Linked DNA regions of Mus musculus: region 2 is linked to region 1. Evidence: chromatin contacts called from public promoter capture Hi-C data. All regions are on one chromosome and are shown on one strand. Each heading gives the region's core, a stretch centred on a gene start, on an enhancer-like site or on the middle of the called end of the contact. The rest is flanking DNA. Distances are from core to core; before and after follow the strand shown.

Evidence for each region. Promoter capture Hi-C pulls out the DNA fragments that hold promoters and counts their contacts.
Region 2: a promoter capture Hi-C map of pre-B cells shows a contact between it and region 1, with 5 times the contacts expected there. The contact joins the promoter of Scai here to the enhancer-like site in region 1. A contact is called at or near these places in 5 of 39 promoter capture datasets (the 3T3-L1 cell line, the C10 cell line, hippocampal neurons and 2 more) and 1 of 9 other capture datasets (macrophages).

Annotation. Positions count from the first base shown.
Region 1 is chr2:37,366,507-37,372,214 of GRCm38.p6, forward strand. It overlaps Rc3h2 (ring finger and CCCH-type zinc finger domains 2), which reads right to left. Exons shown (of 22, transcript NM_001100591.1): 22 at 3,563-5,708. Among named protein-coding and RNA genes, the nearest start is that of Pdcl, 10 kb to the left of the region's middle. Within about 2 kb of position 4,320, at least 5 of the 459 cell types and tissues checked have an H3K27ac peak or open chromatin away from gene starts, as enhancers often do. A contact at or near this core is called in pre-B cells, where this site is marked.
Region 2 is chr2:39,187,323-39,192,548 of GRCm38.p6, forward strand. Scai (suppressor of cancer cell invasion) reads right to left here and starts at 3,408. Exons shown (of 18, transcript NM_178778.3): 1 at 3,268-3,408; 2 at 2,667-2,711. The coding sequence starts at 3,320.

The sequences.
Region 1 (5,708 bases), core at 3,070-5,569:
GAAATATTTTCTGTAATTAACATAATTTCCTTAGTAGGTGCAGAGCCATGATAGGTAGTTTGTAAGTTATTTGGCTGACAAACTTACTGCCTCTCAGGTACCAATTTAGTCTTCAATCTAGACTCCTAGGTAACAGTCACAATTCTTCAAAGATTTCCCCTGCTCTACAGTGACACCACAGAATTTTCTTAGTAAGAATACACTAGAGGAACACCTCAGGACAGGCTTTCCTGTAGCCACATAGCAGGTCGGTGATGTTGACATGAGGGTACTTTTGCTTGCTCTATGTTGTTGGGTTTTTTTTTTGTTGTTGTTGTTGTTGTTTTGCCACTTAGATGAGCCAGTCTCATCCAATCTCCTACCATGAGTTGTCCTACAGAGGGCCACCTGGCAAGGAACTGACAGATTGGTCTCCAACTAACAGCCAGCAAAAGTCTGAGGCCTTCATTCCAAAGTTCTTAAGGAAGAAAATGCTACCATCATGGGAGTGAACTTGGAAGCTTATCTTTCCCCACTGGAGCAGTGAGATGATGGCAGTGACAATTAACTTCTGGATTGCTTTCAGAAGAGACTTAGAGGACCACTTTAAGTCACATTCAACTTCCCGACCTACAGAATCTGTGAGAGTGTGCTACTGTGTTATTGTTTGGGTGGTAATTTGTCATGTATCCATTTTCACCCACTCAATTTTCTAAAATTTTAAATTGTGTGTGTGTGTGTGTGTAGGTGTTTTGCCTGCATGTATGTCTGTGCACCATGAGTGCCTCCTGCCTGGGGGGGTGGGGGGCAGAAGACATCAGATCCCTTGGGACTGGAGTTAAGATAGTTGTGAGCTGTCATGTAGGGACTGGAAAATTAAACCCAGGTCTTCTGGGAAAGCAACCTGTTCTCTACCCACTGAAAAATCTCACCATTCCTGGCAAATTGAATTTTTAAGGAATTCATCTAAGTTGAGCTTCAGAGTATAAATCATGTTCTTCAGAGAAGATAAGAATACCAGTATATTTCTCAATATCTCAGAAATAAAACTATATCCACACAAAAGCATTTATATAAATGTTCATAGCAGCTTTATTTGTAGTAGTGAAGAAATTGAAACAACTTAAATGCCTTTTAATGGATGATGGGTAAACAAACCACGGTATATCTATACCATGGTATACTATTCAGCAAAAGAAACAAACTATTAATACACGAAACAACTTGGATGGAGTTCAAGGTACTTGTGCTGAACTAAAAAAAAAAAAAAAAAAAAAAAAAGTCGATTTCAAAAGATTACATATGGTATAATTTCATTTATTATAACACTGTCATCATGACAAAATTACAAAGATGGAGAACGGGGTTTAGAGTATGGGAAGAAAAACAACATGAATCTAAAGGGCTAAAAGAATGAATGAGAGAAAACAATTCTGTTATCTTAGCAATGGCCTTTCCACAAACTTACACTTGAGAAAATTGCACAAGAATCACCTTTACACCCCTCTGAATGGGTAGGCATACACAGGTGAATACATACAAAACTGAGGAGGTATAAATAAGGTCTATGGATTGCATATATCAGTTTCCTGGTTCTGATATTCTACTAGTTATGTAGGATACTACCATGGGACAAACTATGTAAAGGGTACATGGTAATGTCTGTACTTTCTGTAACCTCCTCTGAATCTGTAACTATTTAAAAATACAGTTTAAAAAAATACTTCTATTGATCTCCATTCTCTTGGACTTAGGTATCTATTTTAAACTACACCTTTCCTTACTTTACATATGATCCTCACTGAGGTTGGGTTTTGAGAAAAGACTTGAAGACCTGGGCATATGAGCATCTGAGCTACTCTGTTAAGTATATAATTTTGTCTATTCATTTGTTTACTGACAAAATTTCTCTGGGAAGTTCTGGCTGTCCTGGAACTAACTTTGTAGACTAGACTGGCCTTGAACTCAGAGATCCACCTCTCTCTGCCTCCCAAGTGCTGGGACTAAAGGTGTGCATCACCACTGTCCTGCTGAAGCATATAATTATTTCAACAAGTATTAACCATAAATCTCCCTGAAATTTCATTTCCTTCATGACACTTCCTTTCTTGCTGGGTGCAAGGGTATAAACCTATAACCTCAGCACTCAGGAAACTATAAGTTTGAGGCCAACCTGAGCTACACAAGATCCTACCCTTGTAATAACTCCCATTCTCTGCCTGGATCATTTATTTCTTCATGGCTTTTCTTCCTTTTTCCTATACTCTGAAGTCACTCTGTGGCTTATTCAAGACTGCATGTTACAATTATATCTGTCCTTAGTTTGTAATCTTTAAACAAGTTTTAATTCCTAATAATGTATAGATGTCTAATCCTTTTTTTTTTTTTTTTTTTTTTTTTTTTTTTTTTTGCATAGGAAATTTGTCGGTTGTTCTCCCCTATCCCCAGTCTTGAAGCTCATCTCTTCCTCTACCCCTGCTTGGTCATGTAGTCAACACTTTTTACCTACAGTGTTGACCTGGCCACCTTGCTGGCCTATCTCTAGCTACATTTTACATCAATGCCAAAGTATCCTTTCTAAAATCTTAAATCATTCAGATTATTTAACTTCCATGGCTTTCAATGCCCATCTACCTCTTCTAGCAGTGTAAACTTAGGAAAATTCTCAAAAGTATCTGTATCCCTTTTCTTGTCTGGAAATGGTGACAACAGTCTACAGTATAACACTTAGAATTCTGAGAATTGGCTGTTTATTAGTCAGTGAAGCCCTATCTCTTAATCACACTTTCTACTTAAGTGAAAATGGATCCAACTACCATCACCATTACCTTTTTGAGAGACAGAAAGACAGCAGAACTCTGACTCTATTACTTTCTGATTGTAAGATTTTGGCAAATTATATAACATCTCAAATATAAAACAATGAAAATACAAAACAGGTGTAAAGATCAAGTGGGTCAGGAAGGTAATCTGCTACTGGTAAAAAGGTTATGCAAGATTTAAAGTCTAGCCAGAGGGTCTCTCACAGAAGTACCTCCTCTTGCTCAACATAACAACTGGCCCCTTTGTATGTAGCTCTCAGAGCTATTCAATCTGGTCTTTCCCATTTCTACACTATGAGCATCCAGGGAAAGGGCTCATTTCATTAACCTAGTCTTAAAAGACCAGGAGAGATGGGGGCTTAGGACACATCAGCTGGGTGAATAAATAAAGGTACTCTGGGGTCATTAAAAATGGTGCTGAGATTTAGGCCATCTTTAAAATTTTTTCTGAAGCCTACAGAATGACTTTGTTTTATTTATGCATCTCTCTTTATCTGTCCCAAAGACTGTAAGTTCAGTATTATCTATTTTACACCATTCCCCCATTTAGAAAGCGCTCTCTATTGAATGAAATGCCAGACAGAATTAAGAAGTATTTCAACTTCTTTGGGTCTATTTACTTCCCAATGATATACCAATGAAGTAGGTGATCAATTAAGTCCCTAGTTTAGTAGTGTCTTTCTAGTTTTATTAAGATATATCAAGAAAATCAGGACAACTAAAACATACCATAAACTTAACATTGACACTAAGAAAACAACTTTTAAGGTGGACAAATAATTTTATTTTGTGCATGCAAATACATGTCAAGTACTGCAAACTTTTTCCATCAATTTTCTCTCAAACACTGAAAATCATGATGCTCTATTTTGTGAACAGCCAAAGCTAATATCTCTTCACTTCAGTGCTACAGCAAAAACACACAGAATTCACTCTTTGCTATTCACTATCATCACAACCCTCATTGTTCCATCTCTGCCCTCCCCCCATATACAGGCCTTATAAGTCCTAGCCTTCCCCCATTTAATCCTATTCCTATAGCACAAAGGGAAACATTACAATTTGGAAATTCAAATTGAAATAAATGGAATAGAATTTATTCCCATATATATTCCCCATTTCATTGTACAGAATTATTTTATAGTTTTAAATAGAAGCTGAGTATATGCCTTAAAAATGAGCATTAAATCCATCTTAGAGATGGTGCCTGCGTTTTACATGATGGGTGTACACCATCTTTAATTTCATTTACATTTCAATCGAACAATAGATTTGCAAAGAAAATGTCTAATACAGACGTAAAAATATTCACACTAAGCTTCACAATCGGTTGTACAATTGACAAACAGGCCTCTTTTCCCAAACTTTCCAGCTAAGCAAATTTATAAAATGTAATCAATGCAACAAGAAAAACATTTCTCTTTCACTTCCAGGGAAAAGAATATGCAATAAACAGTATAAATGCAGACGGCAGTTGCTGCAAGCTAACCACGATACTCCCAAGTGGCTGTACAGTGGGTATGTGCAGTACAAATAAAAGCCACATGTGTTGTATCACAACTACAGTATAATTGCTTGCCCAGCTAAGAGAATGCATGCACTTCCATGCCTTGGGTTATAAAGTGAGGCCTAATTTTTGACAGGTTGATGGAATATGTGCAAATGACCTTGGCTCTTGGCAGTACTAAGTGCAGCCAGTGTCTGTTTTCCACTGGTTTGGGGGATATTTTTAAATTTTTATGTAAGAGAAAAAAAAATAATTGCCAGTTTCAGACTTGGGGGAATAACTCCCCTTAGAGTAAAAATAAGTCTCCACTCAAATGTGGGGTGTTCTGATCTGTGGTTTGACTCCTTGTACTCCCTTGCCAGCAAAGGGATACAAAGAAATAGCTAGTGTAAAGGAGTTACTAGCAAACTTAATCTCTAGAAAACGGGATACTCCTTGAGCATGTTCATTTGTGTTCTGCTTGCAGAAGGGGCCCTTCAGTAGAAGGAGTTAACAGTAAGTGATCCCATTGGTACTCTTTATTCACTAAAACAAAAGAACAGTTCTAAGACACTAATATATAGCTGCAATGCAACTTTTCTCTTTAATGATTAATTACCAATATTGGTGACAGTCTGCTTAGAAAATGACTCAAAGATGCAAGGGAAGAAATACTCAGATTTACAACTAACATACTGAATCTGGATGTTACAAGTTCTATCCCTGGCTAAAAAGACAACATGGGCTTTAACACATCTAAAATGCAAAAATAGGGTAGATGGTTTTTAAACAATTTTTTCAAATAGTTAAATGATCCCACTCAAAGGTCCTACAAATCATTGCATTCTGTAATCTTCTGTATATAAAATCAGGATGTGCTTTGTAAACTTAGCATCAACTTGAAATCTGGGTCAAAGTGACTACGATCCATACCAATGGGAAATTTTAGTTTTTAAATGAAGTTTCATTGAATTCTCTTAGTAGAGTAAGTAGCTATGAAAGCAGAATCAGTGCCACGGGCCTTAAGAGATACCTTTTCTTGAAAATTACAATGTACAATGTCCCTGTCCCTACATACACTGACTCGTTGCATGGCACTGAAATAAGTCATAGTGGCAAAAGCAAGAGAAATCTAATTTGTGTAGGTACCAACTAGAAGAAATATACACAGAACTCTTAGAATTCATAAAATAAAAGAAGCCCACACAAAACTAATGATATATTCACAGCATCTGAATGCAGCACACAGACTAGGAATTGGGACTCCGAAAACTGACAGGTAAAAAATATAAGGAAACCTACACCATTTCCCTGCTTTTTTTCAGACTTCATACTACTGATTCCTGATTAGACCCATAGGCTTTACAAGCATTTTAGATACCGACATTACAAAGTTTCTCTTCTATTGTTTTGTAGCCTCT
Region 2 (5,226 bases), core at 2,158-4,657, 1.8 Mb after region 1:
ATGTGACAAGAGGTGTATCCACATCCAGCCAGAATCGTCGCATGAAAATTTGGGAGCAAAAGAGGTGAGCACAGGGAAGGGGAAGAGAATGGGGAAAACCCTCACTGCGGATGTGATGCATGTACTAAGTCTCAAAGAGACTGAGAAAGAAAGGGTAATCATGTGTAAAAATTAAAGAGAAGACATGCTCTAGAAATGGCCAACAGAACACACATTAGGCAATTCACTCATCTTGGCTCACCAGATCTATCAAAGAAAGTTTCTATGGCTACAGGACTAACCAGTGGCTAGAAAAGGAGGTAGAAGGGAAACAGACAGTCCTCAGTTGCCACAGTTAGGATAAAAAAAAAAAAATTGAATTATGTTCAACAAGGAGGAAACACATGGGGCTCCTACATGAGAAATGAATGATCAGCTGGGTGTGGTGGCACACGCCTTTAATCCCAGCACTCAGGAGGCAGAGGCAGGCGGATTTCTGAGTTCGAGGCCAGCCTGGTCTACAAAGTGAGTTCCAGGACAACCAGGACTATACAGAGAAACCCTGTCCCACCCCTCCCCCACACACAAAAAAAGAAGAAATGAATGATCACAGGAAAGCACAGTAAATAAATTGAAGATTAGAGGCCAAAAAACCCCAGTCAGGTAATAATTACCCCAGAGTCTGGCAGTAGGGTAACTGAGAAATAAACTACAGCCATTATAAAAAATAAATAACACAACCTTGTAATATTTGTATTTTCTATTTACCACCACTGGAAAAAGTTAAAAATAAATGTTTCTGTTTGTGTGTGTGCATGTATATATGTACATATGTGTAAATGTAGTGGACTTAATCACTCTTGGTGACAGGGCAGAGAGGTGGTGGGGGGAAAGGGAGGGACAAATAGATTCATACTTCAGACCATAGGAATCCTAGTTTACTGCATAGTCTACAAAGAAGCAATAGGCTAAACAGTAACTGCTATGAAAATAATTTTAGTAATAACAAAAATTACTTAATTTGGGCCAGCAAAACAACTTAGTGGATAAAGACACTTGCTGCCATGTCTGACAACCCAAGTTCAATCCCTGAGACCCACATGATGAAAGAACTGACTCCTGCAAACTGTCCCTGCCTTCCATGCTTGTGCATACATGCACACACACATACGTGCGAGCAAACACACACATACACACTAAATAAACATAAAAATTTAAGTTTATTTACTCTAATACATCTTGTTATCCTACCAGGAAATCATTAAAATTTAGAGTGAGACCCTCACACTCATATTTTTGTGCTGATTGTTGTAAATTATTCTCTAACCTCCACATGCAATGTCCACACTACATGTACATACAAAATGAGAAATGTAAAAACTTTTTAAAAAATTACACTGAAAATTGAAAGTACTGAGGTAGACAGGCAGATAGATCCAGGGACTTACTGGCTGACTAGCAGCCAGCTTAGCCAAAAGGTGAGCCTCAGGTCTCAGTGACAGGGCCAGCCTCAATGAAAGGGCCAGCTTCAGTGACAGGGCCAGCCTCAGTGACAGGCCCTGCCTCCAGACACAAGAGTAGACTGCTTCACATCGACATGCATGTATGTGCATTCGCCTGCACACACATGCAGACACCACACACACACACGCATGAATACACATGCACGCACGCACACACACTCACACTCACCTGCACACAAAAACACATACTGATCTACAAAAAATTCAGTTCCTCAGGTGTGCTAGCCAACCTTGTGGGTGTGCAGTAGCGCTACGTTGAGTCTGGGAGTAGACATGCAGGCCTAAAAAGTGGCAAAGCTATTTGGCAACTGCCCACTCCCACCACTGGCATTTGTATCTATGATTGAGTTTATCTGTATATTAACGTCCAAAGTATTAGTTATGAGAATGGTGCTACGGGCTGCAACCTCATTACTGTAGCTTACTCTCTCAATTCCAATGTAGGTAAAGAAAGGAAATCTTCAAATAATTAAATAAAATTGTGATGTAGTACCTAACAAATGAAATACACTAAAACATATTTGTGGGATGAATACTCTTCTTCATTGCCTAAGGAAAAATTCAGTTGTCTGCGGCCTATGTAAGTCCTTAGTTACTACTTTTGTATTAAGCATCTCAGTTTATTAGACTTTATAAAGAAAGAGAGAGAAAGCCAGGAGTGGGACTCTGTTCAACTGTGTATGTATTAGAAGCATTACAGTATAAAGAACATAAACTTTGCATTCAGACAACCTGGATTCAAATCCTGGTTCTATCATTTATTACATGTGTGATCTTTGTTTGCTAAGTATTGGCTACTCTATGGTTCAGTTCCCTCTTTTGCAAAACTGTCACAGAAAATAACACAGAATTTGTATACGACACTTGGCACACAGTAGCTGTTCAATGACAATCTCCGTTAGAGATGCCAAAGTTGAAATTAAGACTAAAGTCGAAAGTGGGGCTTTCTTAATGTTTCCCCATTTCCCGTATCATATACCTGCAAGGGGTTGGAGGTGGTGGTAATTTGAAGTTCTCAAAGGGAATACCTTTCCATGCTGTCGAATTTACTAAAAAAAGGACCTAAATAAGAAACTTTATCTACTCACCACGTAATTATGCAGCACAGGGGCAGCCAAGCAAACAGGAAAAACACGAAGCTAGAGAGGAAGGCATTTGCCTTACCTGCTTTTCCGTTTTCGGGGTGGTTTCTCCACTGTGCCAGACAGTCTACAGACCAAACAAATGAGACCCGTAACTAAGACAACACACCGTTTGCCTTGCCTTGCCTGTGGGGCACTTCATGTACCACCCTCGGGGGGCCACAGGCTGACCACAGGTTGGCTCTGCCTACCCGTGACCTTACAGACACCCCACAGGCAGGGCTTCCTTCCCTCCCACGACCAAGCGCCTGGGACTCACTAGTCCCCGAATGCTCTCGGTTCCCTGCCCCAAACGTTCGGCTCCCCCAACCACCCGCCAGGTCGGCCTCATTGTCTGCCCAGAGCCGCAGGCCCCCCTAGCTCCCCTCAGACACGGCCCCGCCCCTCAGACCCGGTTCCCCGCATTCCTTGGCTCCCCGGTGGGGCGCGCGCCCTCCGCTCTCGCCCAGCGCGCCCTCGCTCGCTGCCCCGAGAGCTGCTCTCCCTTGGCGCCCCCGAGATGCTGAGTGCCTGTACCCCCGCCCCTTCAGGGCTCGGCGCCTAGACACCACCGCCGCCACCCCCAGGCCCGCTCTCTGGGCCCCTCGCCCCTAGCCTCCGCCTCGCCACGTAGCCCACCCCACCTGGGGGCCAGGCGACTCCGCGGCTGCTGGGACTGCCGGGCTCCTCTGACCATCCGGCTCCTGCTCCGCCGCGGGAGATGCTCCGGCGGCCGCAGGGCTCGCTCGGGAAGCTGAAGCGGCGGAGGCTGGAGTAGGCGGAGAGACAGGAGGAGGGCCTTGCGCCCCGGCCAGGCTTGCCGCGGGGCTCGGGCCCGTCCCCTCCTCGCCTCTCCTCGGTTTCTATTGGCCACAACGGCAGGGTATCTAGAAATCCGACCGCTGATTGGGTGCTTAGGCCGTCATGTCCCGCGTGGCCCACCCCGAGGTTTGGTTGAGACTGCAGGTGGCGGCAGAGGTGCCTTAAAGACTGCTAGCAGAGCGAGAGGAGCCCTGAGCGCCTCCGTGTGCCAGAACGGGGACTTACATCTCCGGCGCCAGACACCTGCCTGCAGGTTCTCTTTGGCTGGCATCCTGCATCCCTGACACCTCCCAGACACCTGCTATTTCCTCCGCCTCCGCACTGCTCCAGAACCAAAATCAAGCGCAGCACTTTCTCCAGATATATTCAGAAGTTCGAGGGCAAAGCAGCTCTCTCTCTCATAGTCTTCTGAATCACCTCGAATGCGGCTTAATGTCACCCTTCAAAAGGGACTCGGTCTCAAATTGTAGGGATCAAGCAGTTTGGCTGCAGGAAAGATCCTAAGCTTGGATGCAAGCTTGTAAGAAAGCAGAATTTCTTTAATTACCTCGAAAAAAAAAACAACAACAACAAACAGCATTGCAAAAAGAACCAATTACAATAACCACAAGGAATGTATTCCATTTTGAAAAGCCTAAAAAGAACTGCTTCTTGTATAAGCTAGCCATTCTGTGCCATTCCAGATGATTAAAAAATCTAACCAGCTAATCATTTTTGGTATAAAATTTCACTGCATTTTTTGACAGACCTAAGCATGCAAAACATTACATGCATAAGCATGTAAATACAATTAATACTAGTAATCTTTTCTATTCTGCTCTAACAAAAAGCTATCTTTGAAAATATAGCAGATGTATATGTAATGCACCCGAAGAATTTAATTCTTAAGATCTATGCAAATCTGTCTGGCAGATTCTAAGTTCATTCCTTCCATTTGGGAGAAGGCATAAAACTTTCTCTTGGGCCATTTTCATTTTATTAGAACACATTTTGTTAAAACACACACCAACAATGTAGTGGCAGATATATGGCTCAGCAGAGTAAAAGGTGCTTGCTGTTCAAGCCTGATGTTGTGGCTTGTCCTCAAACCCAGAGGAACGCTTTCGATGACTCTCTGACCTCCACATGCACATGACACACACACCTGCACACACACAGCACACAATAGCAAATAAAATGCATGAGACGTATCTCACAAATCTCCACAAGTGGATAGTATCCCAAATATTGAGATAACTACTTTTTCACAAATGTATTTGGTGCAAGGGGTTCTCCTTTATTCCTACATGATTTATCTTGCACCCATCTTCGATGTGGAATGGCCTTTCTTTTATGAAACAATGGGATGCTGCCAAGTTATAGCGGGATTTATTTTTGCATTGCTGAGGAGCTACTCTTACTGAATTTATGAAAGGGGGAAGGAGGAGTAAAAAAAGAGGGAGAGAGAGGAGACGAAGGGGAAGAGTATGAGTCGGGTGAATGCAATGGCATTTAGGCGGCTAGAGGACAGCTCTCGGGACTTCTCTCCATCACGTGGGTCCTGGGGAACTTGATCTGTTAAGCTGTCTTGCTGGCCCACTGCTGAGGATGTAGCCTAGGACCCCCAGCATGGGCTCCTTCAGAAGTGCATTTCCAGATGTTGTCAGGATTAAAATTTTTTATGTGTATGGGTGTTTTGCCTCCATGTAGCCTGTATGCCACATGTATATCTGGTGCCCATGTAGGATTCCTGAGACTGGAGTTACAAATTGTGATTTACAGGTTGTGGTTGTTGGGAAATG